Linked DNA regions of Sus scrofa: all the other regions are linked to region 4. A link is a contact called in public Hi-C and promoter capture Hi-C data. All regions are on one chromosome and are shown on one strand. The core of a region is the stretch at or near the end of the contact, and the rest is flanking DNA. Distances in the headings are between cores, read along the strand shown. Region 1 holds the start of ZC3H4 (zinc finger CCCH domain-containing protein 4). Region 2 holds the start of BBC3 (bcl-2-binding component 3). Region 3 holds the start of IRF2BP1 (interferon regulatory factor 2-binding protein 1). Region 4 holds the start of PRKD2 (serine/threonine-protein kinase D2).

The links. Promoter capture Hi-C pulls out the DNA fragments that hold promoters and counts their contacts. A called contact is a pair of places that touch in the nucleus more often than the background predicts.
Region 1: a contact with region 4 is called in a promoter capture Hi-C map of liver, with 1.9 times the contacts expected there. The contact joins the promoter of ZC3H4 here to the promoter of PRKD2 in region 4. A contact is called at or near these places in 1 of 5 promoter capture datasets (liver) and 1 of 47 Hi-C or Micro-C datasets (liver).
Region 2: a promoter capture Hi-C map of liver shows a contact between it and region 4, with 4 times the contacts expected there. The contact joins the promoter of BBC3 here to the promoter of PRKD2 in region 4. A contact is called at or near these places in 1 of 5 promoter capture datasets (liver) and 1 of 2 datasets of contacts at active chromatin or transcription factors (alveolar macrophages).
Region 3: a contact with region 4 is called in a Hi-C map of liver, with 3 times the contacts expected there. The contact joins the promoter of IRF2BP1 here to the promoter of PRKD2 in region 4. A contact is called at or near these places in 1 of 5 promoter capture datasets (liver) and 1 of 47 Hi-C or Micro-C datasets (liver).

The regions. Positions count from the first base shown.
Region 1 is chr6:52,937,056-52,940,547 of Sscrofa11.1, forward strand. It overlaps ZC3H4 (zinc finger CCCH domain-containing protein 4), which reads right to left and starts at 1,660. Exons shown (of 16, transcript XM_005664626.3): 1 at 954-1,660. The coding sequence starts at 1,029.
Region 2 is chr6:53,045,008-53,048,580 of Sscrofa11.1, forward strand. It overlaps BBC3 (bcl-2-binding component 3), which reads right to left and starts at 1,895. Exons shown (of 4, transcript XM_013998533.2): 1 at 1,794-1,895. The coding sequence starts at 1,796.
Region 3 is chr6:52,198,185-52,201,678 of Sscrofa11.1, forward strand. IRF2BP1 (interferon regulatory factor 2-binding protein 1) reads right to left here and starts at 2,026. Exons shown (of 1, transcript XM_003127228.4): 1 at 1-2,026. The coding sequence starts at 681.
Region 4 is chr6:52,596,967-52,600,531 of Sscrofa11.1, forward strand. It overlaps PRKD2 (serine/threonine-protein kinase D2), which reads right to left and starts at 2,178. Exons shown (of 18, transcript XR_002344708.1): 1 at 1,170-2,178.

The DNA.
Region 1 (3,492 bases), core at 410-2,909, 340 kb after region 4:
AATGAGTATATATTTTTTCGGTTTCGGAATCACCTCTGCGCCGACCTCCGCGTAGGCCGCGCGGCCTTGGCCTCAGAGGGCCGCTCGCCGCCTGCTTTCTCCGCAGCCCGCCTCTAGGTTCACTCGCTCACGGGCGCGGGGCCCTCATTGGGGCGAGAGGGCCCCCCCCACACACACACCCCCTCGCGGGCCCGGGGGAGGGTCGGAGACCCGGAGGACACGGACACTGGTGGGTGGTTCGGTGTAATTAGCGCGGGCCGCGCGCGATGGAGCAAGCGAGGGGGAAGGGGAGAAGAGGAGAGCGAGCAAAGGGGATTTAAAAAAAAAAAAAAAAAAAAAAAGGATTTTAGGGGAAGGAGACGGGCCGCGGAGACGGGCCGACTGTCTGTCTGCCCGCCCGCCCTAGGTGCCCCAGCTGCCCGGCCTCCGCCGCAGTCAGAAATTCACACAAAATGGCGGCTCGGCCCGGATAAGCCCAGAGGCTGAGGCGGGAGGAAGGGCGAGGTGGGAGGGGGAGCAGGGAGGCTGTGTCACGTGGAGCTGAGACACGAAGGGCGGCGGAAAAGGCCGAAGGTGTCGATGTGGGTGGAGCTAGAGAAAGAATGGGAAGGCCCGGGGAGCCGGAAATAGCCGAGGCGAGTCGGGACTGGCGGGGGTGGGCAGAAACGAGGAACCGAGGTGATCCGGAAAGAACCGAAGGCGGTGCCAAGGGTGGGTGACAGGAGGCGGAAACAGCCGAGTGAGGCCGGGCGGCGGTAATAGCATTTAGACAGAAAGAACTGAAGTGTGTGGCGGATGAGGCGATTAATAGAGTAAGAGAGTTTGAGGAATTCGCCTGAGAGCAGGCGGGCAACAGAGAATTGCCAGCCTGAGAGACAGCGGGAAGAGTCGAAAGGTTTAGGCAGAAGAATGGGAGAGAAGGAATTCGAGCTACGGAGAAAAAAAAAAATAACCGAAAGCTGGTGGCCGGGTGCCTGGAGTTGTAGGTTTCCGGAGGATGAAGCCGAAAGGGCCCGGAGATGACGTCATTAGAGACCTCGGTCGTGGATGTTATCCTTGGGCAGTGTGAGAGGGCGGGCCTTGGTAGTGCTTTGGCAGAGTTTAAGAACCTAGAACGTAGTAGGTGGAAGACTCTTAAATGCTGGATTTGGGAGCACTGACAGGGTTCGACAGTATAAAAGGATAAATCGTTTAACCCTCACAACTGTACTAAGGAAGCTACTATTATGTCCATTTAATAGGTATCCTGAAGCTCAGTGTCTTAAGTTTTTGGCTCGAGGTTGTAAGATTACGCGCAAGAGCCCAGAAAGATTTTTAATCAGAGCTGGCATTTCATTGCCTCCTGCAAAAATTTGTTCAGTCCTATTTTCAAGAGAGGATCTTGGTTGGATACTTTATGAGCTTCTACATGGCTAAGTGCAATGATGGGCGATGGAAACATAGTGTCTTTATGTATATAAAAATCGATAATGCCCCAGGGGAAAGAAACTGAAAGTTAAAGAGTAACTGAAGGGTTCTTAATATTTTGGGGGGCAGGGTTGTTTAAGCTGACACGGAAGAAGAAGAAATAGCTCCAGGCAGAGGAAATACCTTATTTCAGGCCCTGACAAGGCAAGGATCACTTAGATGCCAGGAACCGAGAAAATTCTTGTAGCATGAGAGCGATGTGGAGACAGAGGCGCCAGATCACATGCTATATTAATCCTACTATAAAATTTAGAAATAAACTCTGCCAGGGTAATTTACAACCTCCTTCAGGGAAGAAATTAGCATTCCTGATAAAGTAAAATGATTAACCTATTTTCTTTTTGTCTTTTTAGGGCTGCATCTACTGCATTTGGAAGTTCCTGGGCAAGACATTGAATCAGAGCTGCAGCTGCTGGCCTACACCACAGCCACTGCAACTTCAGATCCGTTCTGTGTCTGTGACCTACACCACATCTCAAGGCAATGCTGGATCCTTAACCCACTGAGGGAGGTCAGGGATTGAACCGGAGTCATCATGAATACTAGTTTGGTTCCTTACTGCTGAGCCACAATGGGAACTGCCCCTTTTCCCTATAAAACCAGGCTCTCTTCCGTTGCTCTTTGGACTTGCCTCTGGTTCCTCTTAAGTTGTAAATCCTGAATTGCAACTGATTTGTCTCTGGATAAACCCATTTTGGAGATGAAATAACTGGCTTTTTTATTGGTTTGGGTTCAGTATTATACAACTTGATAAGAGAATATACTATGTAATCACCTAAATGATGAAATGGAGAATGATAAGCCAACCCAGAGGCCCCTCCTAGCCCCATCTAGTCACAGCCTCCCCCAAGGTAATGGACCTTCTGATTCCTAACCTCATAAATTAATTTTGCCTTCATGTCCTCATCTAAATAGAATCTACAAGACATACTCTTTGGTATCTGGCTTCTTTCACTTAACATTTAATTGGTGGCATGTGGTTGAAGTTCATTTGTTCTCATTTCTGTGTAGTATCGAAACTGACAGCACTTAGGACTTGAACCTAGCCTGAACCCAGGCCTCTGTCCACCATTGCTGAACAGAAACGCAGAGACAGAGTTTGGGTGAAGGAGAAAAAGATAGCTTTATTGCTTTGCCAGGCAGAGGGGGCCACAGCAGACTACTGCCTTAAAGACTGTGCCCTTACAGATAAGAATCAGGGTAGAGGCAAGCTTGTATTGTCTTTCAAAGCTGATGTTTAGGAGTTCCCATCGTGGCTCAGTGGAAACGAATCTGAGTAGCATCTATGAGGACGCAAGTTAGATCCTTGGCCTTGATCCGTGATTTTAAGTATCCCATGTTGCTGTGAGCTGTGGTGTAGGTTGCAGCGGCCACTCAGATCTCATGTTGCTCTTGGCTATGGCGTAGGCTAGTGGCTGCAGCTCTGACTCAATCCCTAGCCTGAGAACCTCCATATGCCATGGGTGGGGCCCTAAAACAAACAAACAAACAAACAAAAAGATGTTTAGTGGCCCCAGGACTGGTGCTGGTGGTCCCCCTTCATTCCCAGAATGAAAAATCCTTCTTCGAGTAATTCTTCCATTTCTTGAGAGTTTTAGTTCTACGGAAAGGCTCAAAGATATTGTTATGTATTATGTATATTCCTTAAGGAGGAACCAGGACCCTGCCCCAAGGCTCCACTGCTCCTCCCTGGTCTCTGCATCCCCTCCCTCCCCTGATTAGCCACTGCCCTTTGGAACTCAGGGAAGGTCATGGAGGCTGAGGCGTATTCCCTAAAAACAGAAAGGCTTGTGTGCCTAGGGGCCCCACAGGGCAGGAGCTCTGTTACAGTTACTGTAAGTTTATTTTGTCTGTTCCTCTGTTTCTATTTTGTAATTAAGTTCATTTGTATCACTTTTTTTAGGGGGCCACACCCACGACACAGGGAAGTTCCCAGCTAGGGGTCAAATTTCAAATCGGATCTGCTCCTACATCACAGCCACAGCAGTGCCAAATCCAAGCGTCATCTGCAGCCTACTCCACCGC
Region 2 (3,573 bases), core at 645-3,144, 450 kb after region 4:
GGGCCAATAACCGGCTGTTGCTGGGGCGCAGCCCCCGCCCGCAGGAGCCTCAGACTCCACGGCCCGCGAGCCGCCCCCAGTCGCCGCCCCCAGCGGGCGCGCGCCCGGGGTGTGGCCGCCCCTCCACGCCATCCCCCCCCAACCCCGCCCCTCCCGGACTGCAGGGGCCGGAGCAGTCGGGGTCGACTCACTTCCCCGGGGCCTCACTGGCCGCCAGGGGGCGCTGCCGAGCCCGCACCCCATTGTTTGTAAACAAACCCGCCAGACCGCTGAGGCACCTGCGCTCTCGGACCCTTAGTGCCTCCCGCCCAGCAACCCCAGCCCAGGGTGCCTCGTGGAGGTGGAAGGCAAGGAGAGAGGAAGGCACAGTGTGGGGACACAGCCCCCTCCCCCCGATCACACTGCTCTCCGAGTGCACTACCGCCACCTCCTCCAGGGAGCCCACCGGGCCTGGCCAATCGCGACTGGCGGAGGGTCGGGGTGGGCACACTCACCCCGGGGGCATGAACACGCCGGAGGGGACGATGATGGGGGGCGGGCGGCTTCCTTCAGGAGGGCGCGCCCGCTGAGCGCCGCTCGCTGCGGCGACTGTTGCTGCGGTGGCGACTTCTGCTGCTGCTCTAACTGCAGTGGCTGCTGCTGTTGCTGTTGTAGCGGCGGCTGCTCCTCGGGCCGCAGGCGCGTCTACGTCCTGAACGCCGCTGCTGCTGATTTCGCCGCCGCCGCCGCCGCCTCCAGGCGCCCGCTCGCATGTGGCTCGCGCAGCGTCTCAGGCCGCCGGTCGGATCCCGGGCCCGCTCAGCGGCCGCCCCGCCCCGCCCCGCCCCGCCCCCGTCCCCGCCTCCGCCCGGCGGGTCCCACGCCCCGCCCCCGCGTGACGCCACGGCCCCGTCCGCCCGCTCGCCCGCCGCGGACAAGTCGGGACTTGCAGGCGCGCGCCGCTCCCCCTACCTCGGCGGCGCCGGGGGTTTCCCTGCAGCCGCGGGCGGAGCAGGGCCTCTCCCCCGCGTGGAGGCGCAGCGATCCCGCCGCGCTGATGGCGGGACAGCCGGACGCACACGCACTGACACACTGACACGCTGACTGCGACCCGCAGACACACGCACCCAGAGACTTGTCTGCTGCCTGACCGCCTGGCGCTCCAGGGTACACAAAGTCACGTGCTGACAGGGCACGGAGACACGCCGACTCGCAGACACACCCTGGACAGGGGCGTGGACACACAAACTCACACACTGATGGAGCCCACACGCACACACACATCCAGACCCAAATACATAGCCTGACTTGCTAACAGGATCGCTGGGACTGACGGAGTGACACAATGTCAGGGTCACGCAGTTGTACAAACACCCACACTGCTGAGCACGCCTGGGCCCACAAAACGGCTCTGTTCACAAGCATTCCCACTGAGCGGGTACCCACAACACGCACAGTGGCGACAGGCCCACATAGACACAAGCCGAGGGCTTCTCAGGAAGTAGAAACTTCCTGACGAGTGCTGCTGGACACACACGCACATACACGCAGGACACCTGTCACAGAGACACCTGGACACGCGGCTTGATCTAGATGACAGGACCACAGGGACACACAGGAACACACCCCCAAGCCGGTTCCCAGCTGACACATTAAAACTGGCAGAAATGGCCCCTCACAGACACAGATCAATCAGACAGAAAAAAGACTGACCCCCAACAGACAGTCACAAAGTCACACCTGTGACAGGTTCCTGCTCACTGGCCCACTGATGGGACACGCTCCAGAAGCCATGCACCCCTGACCACACTCACCATGAATCTGGTGGGGGACCAGGGTGAGCAGAAAGCCCTGGGCACTGGGCACGGACATGCCCGGGCAGCCCCTGCACTGACTCTCGCTCGGTTTTCTGCCTTTTGGTTCCCTTTCCCTTCTCGGTTTCCCGTTGTCACTCCTTCCTGTACTCTGATGTAGTGACCTCGGTGACCCCACGGTGTCCCGCCCTCCCCCAGGGCTCTGGGGCTCTGTCGTCCCTGCACCTTTCATTCCCTCCATGTCACAGCCCAAACCAGACTGTGTCATCAGAGGGCCAGGGGCCTCTTGAGTGCTCAGTTCTGGGCTGGCTAAGAAGGGGTGCCAGACTTGAGCAGAGGTGCACTTGTTCAGGCTCTCAAGCTCCACTCTCTCCAGGACCAGACCCTTGGATTTTCCAAGAGAAGCAGAAAATGTTAAAATCTCATGTGTAATCCCCCTACTTTCAGTACTGGGGACTAATTCAGCCTCCCTCTCTCCTCTTGCTTTCCCTCATTCATTCCCTCATTCATTCATTCATTCACTCCCCCCTCCTTCCTCTCTTCCTTCCAGTGTTTTTCAAACTCAGGGTCATGACCCACATGCGCAAACCATGATTGTGGACTTCTGTGGATCTTTATTGTGTTTTATTCAAGTTTATTGAGATATATTTACATGCCATATAATTAAATTTTTCGGTGTTTTTAGTGAGTTGGGACAAAAGCACATTATTGCACACCATCACAATCAAGATTTGGACAATTTCTGAAGTTCCCCGGTGGCTCAGCAGGTATTGTCAGTGCACTGGGTCTGGTTGCTGCTGTGACACAGGTTCGATCCCTGATCCATCCAGGAACTTCTGTGTGCCACAGGTGCAGGCAAAAACCAACCAAAAAAGCAAATTAGAATCTCATTTAAAAACTCATGAAGTTGGAGTTCCCTTCGTGGCTCAGCAGGTTATGAACTCCACTAGTAACAATGAAGACGTGGGTTCAATCGCTGGCTTTTCTCAGTGGGTTAAGGATCCGGCATTGCCATGAGCTGTGGCTTACTTAGTTCACAGACGCAGCCCAGATCTGGCGTTGCTGTGGCTGTGGCATAGGTCGGCGTGGCTACAGCTCTGATTCGACCCCTAAGCCTGGGAACCTCATATGCCACGGGTGCAGCCCTAGAAAGCAAAAAAAAAAAAAAAAACAAAAAACATAAAGTCAAAGGAAAATATTGTTTGATGAAAATATTTTTTATGATAGCGAACATACACCAAGTCACAGAGAAAGTGGCTGTGTTTCTGACTGTAGATCAAGTCTAAAGGCGTTTGAGAAATGCTGCCTTGGACATTTTTAAACGAGATCACACACAGATGTCAGTGAGCACAACATCTCACACGTGGTGAGGTATAACCTACTACAGGTTAGCCGTTATCACTAGTATTACTGCGTGTGGCAGTGAAGTTGGGAGAGGGGCTCATGGAGCAGACTGAACCCTTTATTCACTGATCAGTGCCCTAAAGCTGCTTCATCTAGGACTGGACACCAGGAAGCCAGATATGCTAGAATATTCTTCTGAGAAGAAAATGAATGTGAAAGAATCTGGTTTGTTGCTGTGGCTGTGGTATAGGCCAGTGGCTACAGCTCCAATTTGACCCCTAGCCTGGGAACCTCCATATGCCATGGGTGGGGCCCTAAAAAGACGCCCCCCCCCAAAAAAAAGACAAAAAATGAATCTGGCTTGGTGGGTAGGGCTGAAAGCAGATGAGAGGGCCAAGGATCCACCAGACCATAAGCATTTGCACCTTCCCACTAT
Region 3 (3,494 bases), core at 776-3,275, 400 kb before region 4:
TTTGGGGCGCCCATGCCATTCCTCTGCCCGGCCCCTCATGGCCTCATTCAGTTCTGCCAGACAGTCCGCGTTCCTCTGCTGCTTCTCCTTCTCGAAATCGGAGCCGAAGGGTGGACGGGCAGGGCTCAAGCCGGGTGCCAGCGTCAGGCCTCGGCTTCCCAGGCCAGACACCGCAGCTGCCAGCAGCCCGGGGGGCACCAAGCCGGGCATGGAGCCAAGCAGGGCCCTTCGCGCCCCCTCTGCCACAGCCTCCTCGCGGCCCAGCCCATTGGCCAGGCGCGACCCCAAGGTGTACTCCAGGGCGGGCGAGGGGAGTGGGAGGCGACCAGATGATGTGGCCCTGTCATAGCGGTCCTGGCCCGAGACAGCGCCGCCTGCTCCCGATGACTGGGCCTGGGCCTGTGGAGGCGGCAACTGAGGACCCTGTGCGGCGGCGGCAGCTAGGTCCTTAGTGGCCGGGTGCTTGAGGGCCGGGGGCCCCGGCGAGCGGCCCTCGGGGAGCACGTGGCTGCGCTTGAGCTGGCGGGCAGCATCGATGAGCAGCTCGATGCGATCTGCGCCCTCGAAGTTCACGCAGCCGCGGCACACGGCCTCACTGAAGTCCCACACCATGGCCCACGGCATCTTGGGCAGGTCGCACAGGTAGCACCACTGGCGGCGGGACGCCTGCACGGACGCCATAGCCCCCAAACGCGCGCCTTCAGGACCCCTCAATCCACCCGCCGCCGTTCGATCCGCACTGCCGACGTTCGATTTGTGTCCCCAGGACCGCGCGAGCCACAGTCGGGCCTCTGGCTCGGCCTCCCCGCGGATCCAGGCCCGGCCCCCCTTCCCCGCCCCCCGGGCCCTAAGCCTTTTTCCTCACTCCCGCCTCCTCGAAAAGGCAGGCAAAGGTACGTCGGCGCCCCAGCCTGCTCCGGGCTCCGGGCCGAGGCGCACAGCTCGGGCCCCGCGATGGGCCGCGAGCGCCGCCGCCTCGGGCTCCCGCCGCTCCCGCCACCTCCGCTCCAACGGCTGCCACCGCCGCCTCCACCTCCTTCTGCCCCAGAGGCCGTTTCGCAGGGAAAGTTACATAACGCGCCGGCAAAGCCTTCTGGGAAACGTAGTCCCGCCGGGGCCGGCTCTTAAAGGGGACGGCAGGCAGCAGAGGACGGCGCGGGCTCGCCGCTGCGCGACCTTTACCACTCGTCGCCGCGGGGCAGGGAGTTTGGCTTGCTCCGAGCATTTCGAGCACAAGGGTTGGAAACAGGGATGTGATACAAATGGCGAGCGCCACGACGGACTCAAAAATTGTAGGAGGTGGACAGGCTTCCGGGCATCCAGCTTCTGTTCCGACTTGCTGTGCGGCTTTAGGCAAAAATCTTGCCTTCTCTGAAGCTCAATTCCCGCCCTTCAAAGGTGGGCCAATGACTGGCTACGGAGGCAGTCGCTCCTGGGGCGGGGCGGAGGGGTCTTGATTGGAAGGTTTCAGGACAGGGGGACGGGAAGCAGGCAACTTAAGCGTTGGGCAGGGCTGTTCACTTGGCACTTCTTCTTGCCCCAAATCTTGAATGGCAGCCTCTGATTGGAGCCAGCAACATCCGGAGAAAGGAGAGAACTGAAGTTGCCAGCCTCAGCTGCCTTATCTGCTGAAGGGAGTGGTGGGGCGCCCCCAATTCTGTTCCAGCCCTGCCAAAGCGCTCTGGTCTCCAAAGGGTTACACCGTCAGTGTCACCGCCCCCCTCCCAACTTCACTACAATTCCCAAAATGCCCTGCGGGGCCAACAAGCTGACGCACTTCCGCAGTCTGGAAGGTTGGGGGAGGCCTTCCCGATTCCCGCTGTCTGTCCTTACAGTCCCCCCCCCCCCCCCCAGCGCGCGCGCAATTTATGGAAGGTGTTTCCATGTTTTCCCAGCACCAAATTGAAAGGACCCTCACCCTGTATGGCTCATTAATGTTGAGGAAGGGAAGGAGGGCAGGGATGGCAAAGTTGGGGGTGGGGGGTGCTTAGTTTCTGGGGAGAACAAGAGCTAGACCACCCTTCTCCAACCCTGATTGCTTACTACCATCTAGGCCTATGCAGGCTATGGGGACCCCCGTGTTTTCTTCCTGGCGACCGCACCCCGCAGGGCAGGCTTGGAAGCGTGGGTATGTGGAGGGTGGAGAAGGGTCTCCAGACTCTAACCCACGTCAGCCTCTTCCCCTCTTTAGGCCTAGGTTCCTGTTAAGCGCTCAAAAATATTTTGAATTATTTGTGAGTTGCACTCATTAGTGGTTTTCAAACTAATCAGGGAATACCTGCCAACTCTCCCTTATTCCACTGCAACCATAGCAGGTCTGATTTGCAGTCTCAGCTTCACAATTTTGTTCACGACTTGTATTATTTTGACATTTTTCTTGAAGTTGATTCCCGAGAAAAAGAAGTTTATTTCTGCTCCATCCTAAGCAGTATGTGCATAATCATGGGTTGGATTTTTTTTTTTTTTTTTTTTTGGTCTTTTTGCTATTTCTTGGGCCACTCCCGTGGCATATGGAGGTTCCCAGGCTAGGGGTCGAATCGGAGCCATAGCCACCAGCCTACGCCAGAGCCACAGCAACGCGGGATCGGAGCTGCGTCTGCAACCTACACCACAGCTCACGGCAACGCCGGATCATTAACCCACTGAGCAAGGGCAGGGATCGAACCCGCAACCTTATGGTTCCTAGTCGGATTCGTCAACCACTGCGCCACGACGGGAACTCCCATAATCATGGGTTTTATGTACTATACTTTTTTGTGTGTGCTGTACACATTTTTATAAAATAAGTTAAAATTACGTATATATGGAGTTCCTGTCGTGGCTCAACAGTAACAAACCCGACTAGTATTCATAAGGATGCCAGTTCGATCCCTAGCCAGGCTCAGAGGGTTAAAGATCCGGCATTGCCACAAGTTGCAGCATAGGTTGCAGATGGGGCTCCAATCTGGCGTTGTTGCGGCATAGGGCAGTAGCTGCACCTCTGATTTGACCCCTAGCCTGGGAACTTCCACATGTTGCAGGTGCGGCCTTTAAAAAAAAAAAAAAAAGCAAAAAATAAATAAACGAACAACAAAAAAAACCTGTGTACATATAGAGCCATTAAAAAGGCCATCCATGTATCTCCTAAAATTGTCTTTGGGCCTTTTTTTTTTTTTTTTTTTTTTTTTTTTTTTTTTGGTCTTTTTGCTTTCTCTAGGGCTGCTTCCTGTGGCATATGGAGGCTAGGGATGGAACTGGTGCCATAGCAGTGACCCAAGCTACTGCAGTGATAACCCTGGATCCTTAACCAGCTTTAGTTAACAGTAGTGGGAGTAAGGAGTTTTGGCCAGATGCTGCCTTGAGATGAACTGGATTGTCACCGGACAAATTTAGGGCAAGTCTCTAAACTTCTCAGGAAAAAAATGAAGACCCCGTAGAATCTGCTTTTCATCGAGTACCTTCAGGTTAAAATGCAAACATGCATATAAATGCTTAGCTTGGTGCCTGGCCCAGAA
Region 4 (3,565 bases), core at 928-3,427:
ACAGTAGAGGATTACTCATTCTAGAGTCCAATAAATTATCATTATATGCTTTAGGATTTTAACAACCTAAATTAGCAGTAGTCTAATATTTTAATGTTCTAGGAACCTTTGGATATTAGGATTCTAATATTAAAATATCTCAGCATTAAAGGGTTTCAACCCAGCATTCCAAAATTCTAACTTTTTTTTTCAAAATTCTAACATTTTAATGTTCTAGGATTCCAACAACACAAAATAGAATATTCCAACATTTTAAGGCATTAGTATTTCAACAACCTCGGGTTCTAATGTTTGAACATTTTACTATCAGAGGAGTTCAATTACCTAGCATATCCCAGCAATTTAGAACTCTAATATCTTAACATTTTTACAGTCCACAATTCCCACAATAGAGAAGCCCACTATTCAGTCTAACTTTCAGCTTTCTAGGATTCAAGCACTGAGTCCCACCGGATTTTCCTTTGCAGTGACACCCCCCCCCCCGCCCCGCTAGGCTCCCACCTTGGTGACCCCTGATATCCAAAGCTAAGAGTGGGTGGTGGGGAAGGCCCGTTTTAACAAACCAATCTCAGAACGGAGGGGTGGGGACACTGATCAGGAAAGGGGGCAGAAACCTCAGAGCCTTTGAGGATTGTCAAGAGGCCCCTCCACACACACGCACACACCTCAGGCCTGGGACGGGAGCAGAGACTGGACTCTGAGACCTCATTCGGCCCTGGCAGCTAGTGCGGGCACCCACACCCACACATGTCACCTGATCGCCATGGCCAGCCTGGCTTCAATATCTACTCTTTCCACCAAATGGGAGGCCTGGACTGGCCAGGCAGGGAGGTGTCCCCCCCCCCCGCCCCCCTCACCCCTTCCTCTAGGCTTCTACACCTGGCCCGCCCATCCCTTCCTCCCTGCTGTCTGCTGCAAACAACAACATGCAGGGACATGCAATTTGGGGAGGCCTCTGGGGCACCCCACCCCTGGGGCCTCCCTCAAATGGGTAGTCAGGTGAGGAGACACCTGGGGGCCCAAGCCCTAGGCCCACACCTCACTCACCAAAGGCTTAGCTCCCCCCCCTCCCTCCTCCCCTACGCTGTGCTCCAGGTCGCCTCTGCCAGCGCTCCCCTCCTCTAGACCTCTCCCCGAGCTGGACGAGGGGGGGAACACTACGCTCTCACCTTCTGGTCCACGATGGAGCAAGCCAGCTGCTTCACATGGGCCAACTCGGAGGCTGTGGGCAACAGCACGAACTCGCGGGTCAACCCGATCTGGATGTGGAAGGAGACCCCGGAGCCCGGGGCCGGGACATGGGGCAGCAGCGGTGGCGGCGACTGCAGTTCCAAGCCGCCGGAGGGCAGAGGAGACCCTGGGCCGGGAGAGCCCGGGAGCCCAGCGGGATGGGAGGGGGCGGCGGCCATAGGGCGAGGCCCGGGACCAGCCGCCCGTCTTCCACCCGGGATCCGGCTGGAGGAGCCTGGGCAGAGAGGCTCGGGTCACTGGGTCCGAGGAATCTTGTAAGCTGGTGGTTAGACCGCGGGGATCCCGGGGCTCTGAGAAGAGAAACCTGGCAGGTTGAGGGGACTGGAGGATGGTGAGACCCTGGGAGATAGAGAAAAGCTATCTAGTGGATCAGATGCCCGCCCGAGAATCAAGGGATCACAGACGATCAGACAGTAGAAAGCTAATGGTTTGGGGGTACCCAGCGACCAGGGGAATCCAAGAAACCAAAGAAGAAAATCTAGCAGGTCGGGGTCATGGGGAGCAGAAGAGCTCAGGATCTAAAGGAGCCATGGGGAGAGAAGAAACTGGAAAGGGAGCAGGGGAAGCCAACACAGTGGCTCTAAGAGGACTCATCTAAGGGGGCCCGAGGGATTCACCAGACCTTGGGGATGGAGAGCAGGAGCCTCAGAGACGGGATTCGAGTGGATCCCGGGGATCCGACAGCGGGCCCGGGGATGGGCAAAGGGATTCCGAGGGCCGGGGTGCTAAGGTGGGAAAATCTCACGGGTTTCGGAAGTAGGAGAAAAATTCGGTCGGGACCGCGGAGAAGGGGGTGTTACCGGCGGCAGTGGGGTGGCGGGGTGGGGGTGGGGCAAAGGAAGGTGGCCGGGCGCCCAGGGCTCTTTTTCCCCCTCCAAAGTTTAACTCCGCTGCGGCGGCCCAGGAGGAAGTGTCCGGAGCGACGGCGCAGTTGGCCAACCGGCGCTGGGTTCGATGACGTCAGAGAGGGCGGAGCCTGCTGAGGGGCCGGGGACGGAAGAGGAGGGCGGGCTCAGCGCCTCCGAGTTGGGGGTGGCACCCCCCCTGCCCGCCCCCGACCGGGTCTGGGGACCTGGGAGGCGAGGCGGATCCGGAGGCGACACTGATTCCTACCCCCCAACGCACTCAGGTCGGGAAAGTCGGCTTTTCTCTGACCTAGAGAAGGAGGGGCGAGCCACCCGCACACCACCACAGGGCGCGATGCCGGGGCTGAGGAGGCGCCTGGCCCTTTAAGGAAGGGGGCCGTCTCGCGGGGCTTGCATCCGGCGCCCACCGCAGGGGAAAGGGTGGGAGACGGGGTCAGAGCCGGCCCGCTCTCCGAGCTGGGCTTCCCTCTTCCCAGAGTGTCGCCACGCCCCAGTCCATTCCACAGGTGGGAAGACCGAGGCTTCCTGAGGGCAGAGGTTCTTGCCTCTGGTCTCTCTCCAGCGACCTTGGCCAAAGAGCCAGGAGCAAACAGGAGGAGCCAGGGCTGTGCAGGCAGTCAGGCACAGGGCAGGTGGAGAAGGGGGATATTTTCCATCTGTCAGCTCCCCACTCCACCCCAGTTCTTAGGGTGAAGAGCCAAAGAAAGGCCTGGGGGTGGCTGGAAGGGCCATAGCAGCAAGGGAGCATCACACCCACACTTTGTAGCTGGAGAGCCCATTGTTCTCACGGGGAAGTGTGCACGTGTCTTCCCCTGTGTAACTTTAGGTTGGTGGCCTCTGCTCTCTGAGCCTTTCTGTCAGATGGGAAAATATTAGGACTGACTCCAGAGGGTCTTTGTGGGGATTAATGAGATAGTAGAAGGGTGACCGAAACACAGCAGACGTGGAGTGATGATGGCTCTGGCTCTAGTGCTCAGATAAGCCGGTGAGCACGTTGAAGCGCTGGGGTGTTTATGGAAGGGTATATTCAGTCATTCCACAAATATGGATTGAGGCCCTACCTACTCTGTGTCAGGCTGTCATAAAATGCCTCCTCTAGGAGCAATTCGGACTTGATTTCTCCTCCCCAGCTAATAATAGAGTGGTGGGACCTTCCCATTGTGGCGCAGTGGAAGGAAACCCCGCCTAGTATCCATGAGAATGCGAGTTTGATCCCCGGCCTCGCTCAGTGGGTGAAGGATCCAGAGGTGCCGTGAGCTGTGGCATAGGTTGCAGATGCAGCTGGGATCCCAAGTTGCTGTGGCTGTGGTGTAGGCCTGCAGCTGCAGCTCCAGTTCAGCTCCTAGACTGGGACCTTCCATATGCTGAGGGTGCGGCCCTAAAAAGCAAAAAAAAAAAAAAAAAAAAAAAAAAAAGTTGCTACCATTTCGTTTACATACAGGAAGCTG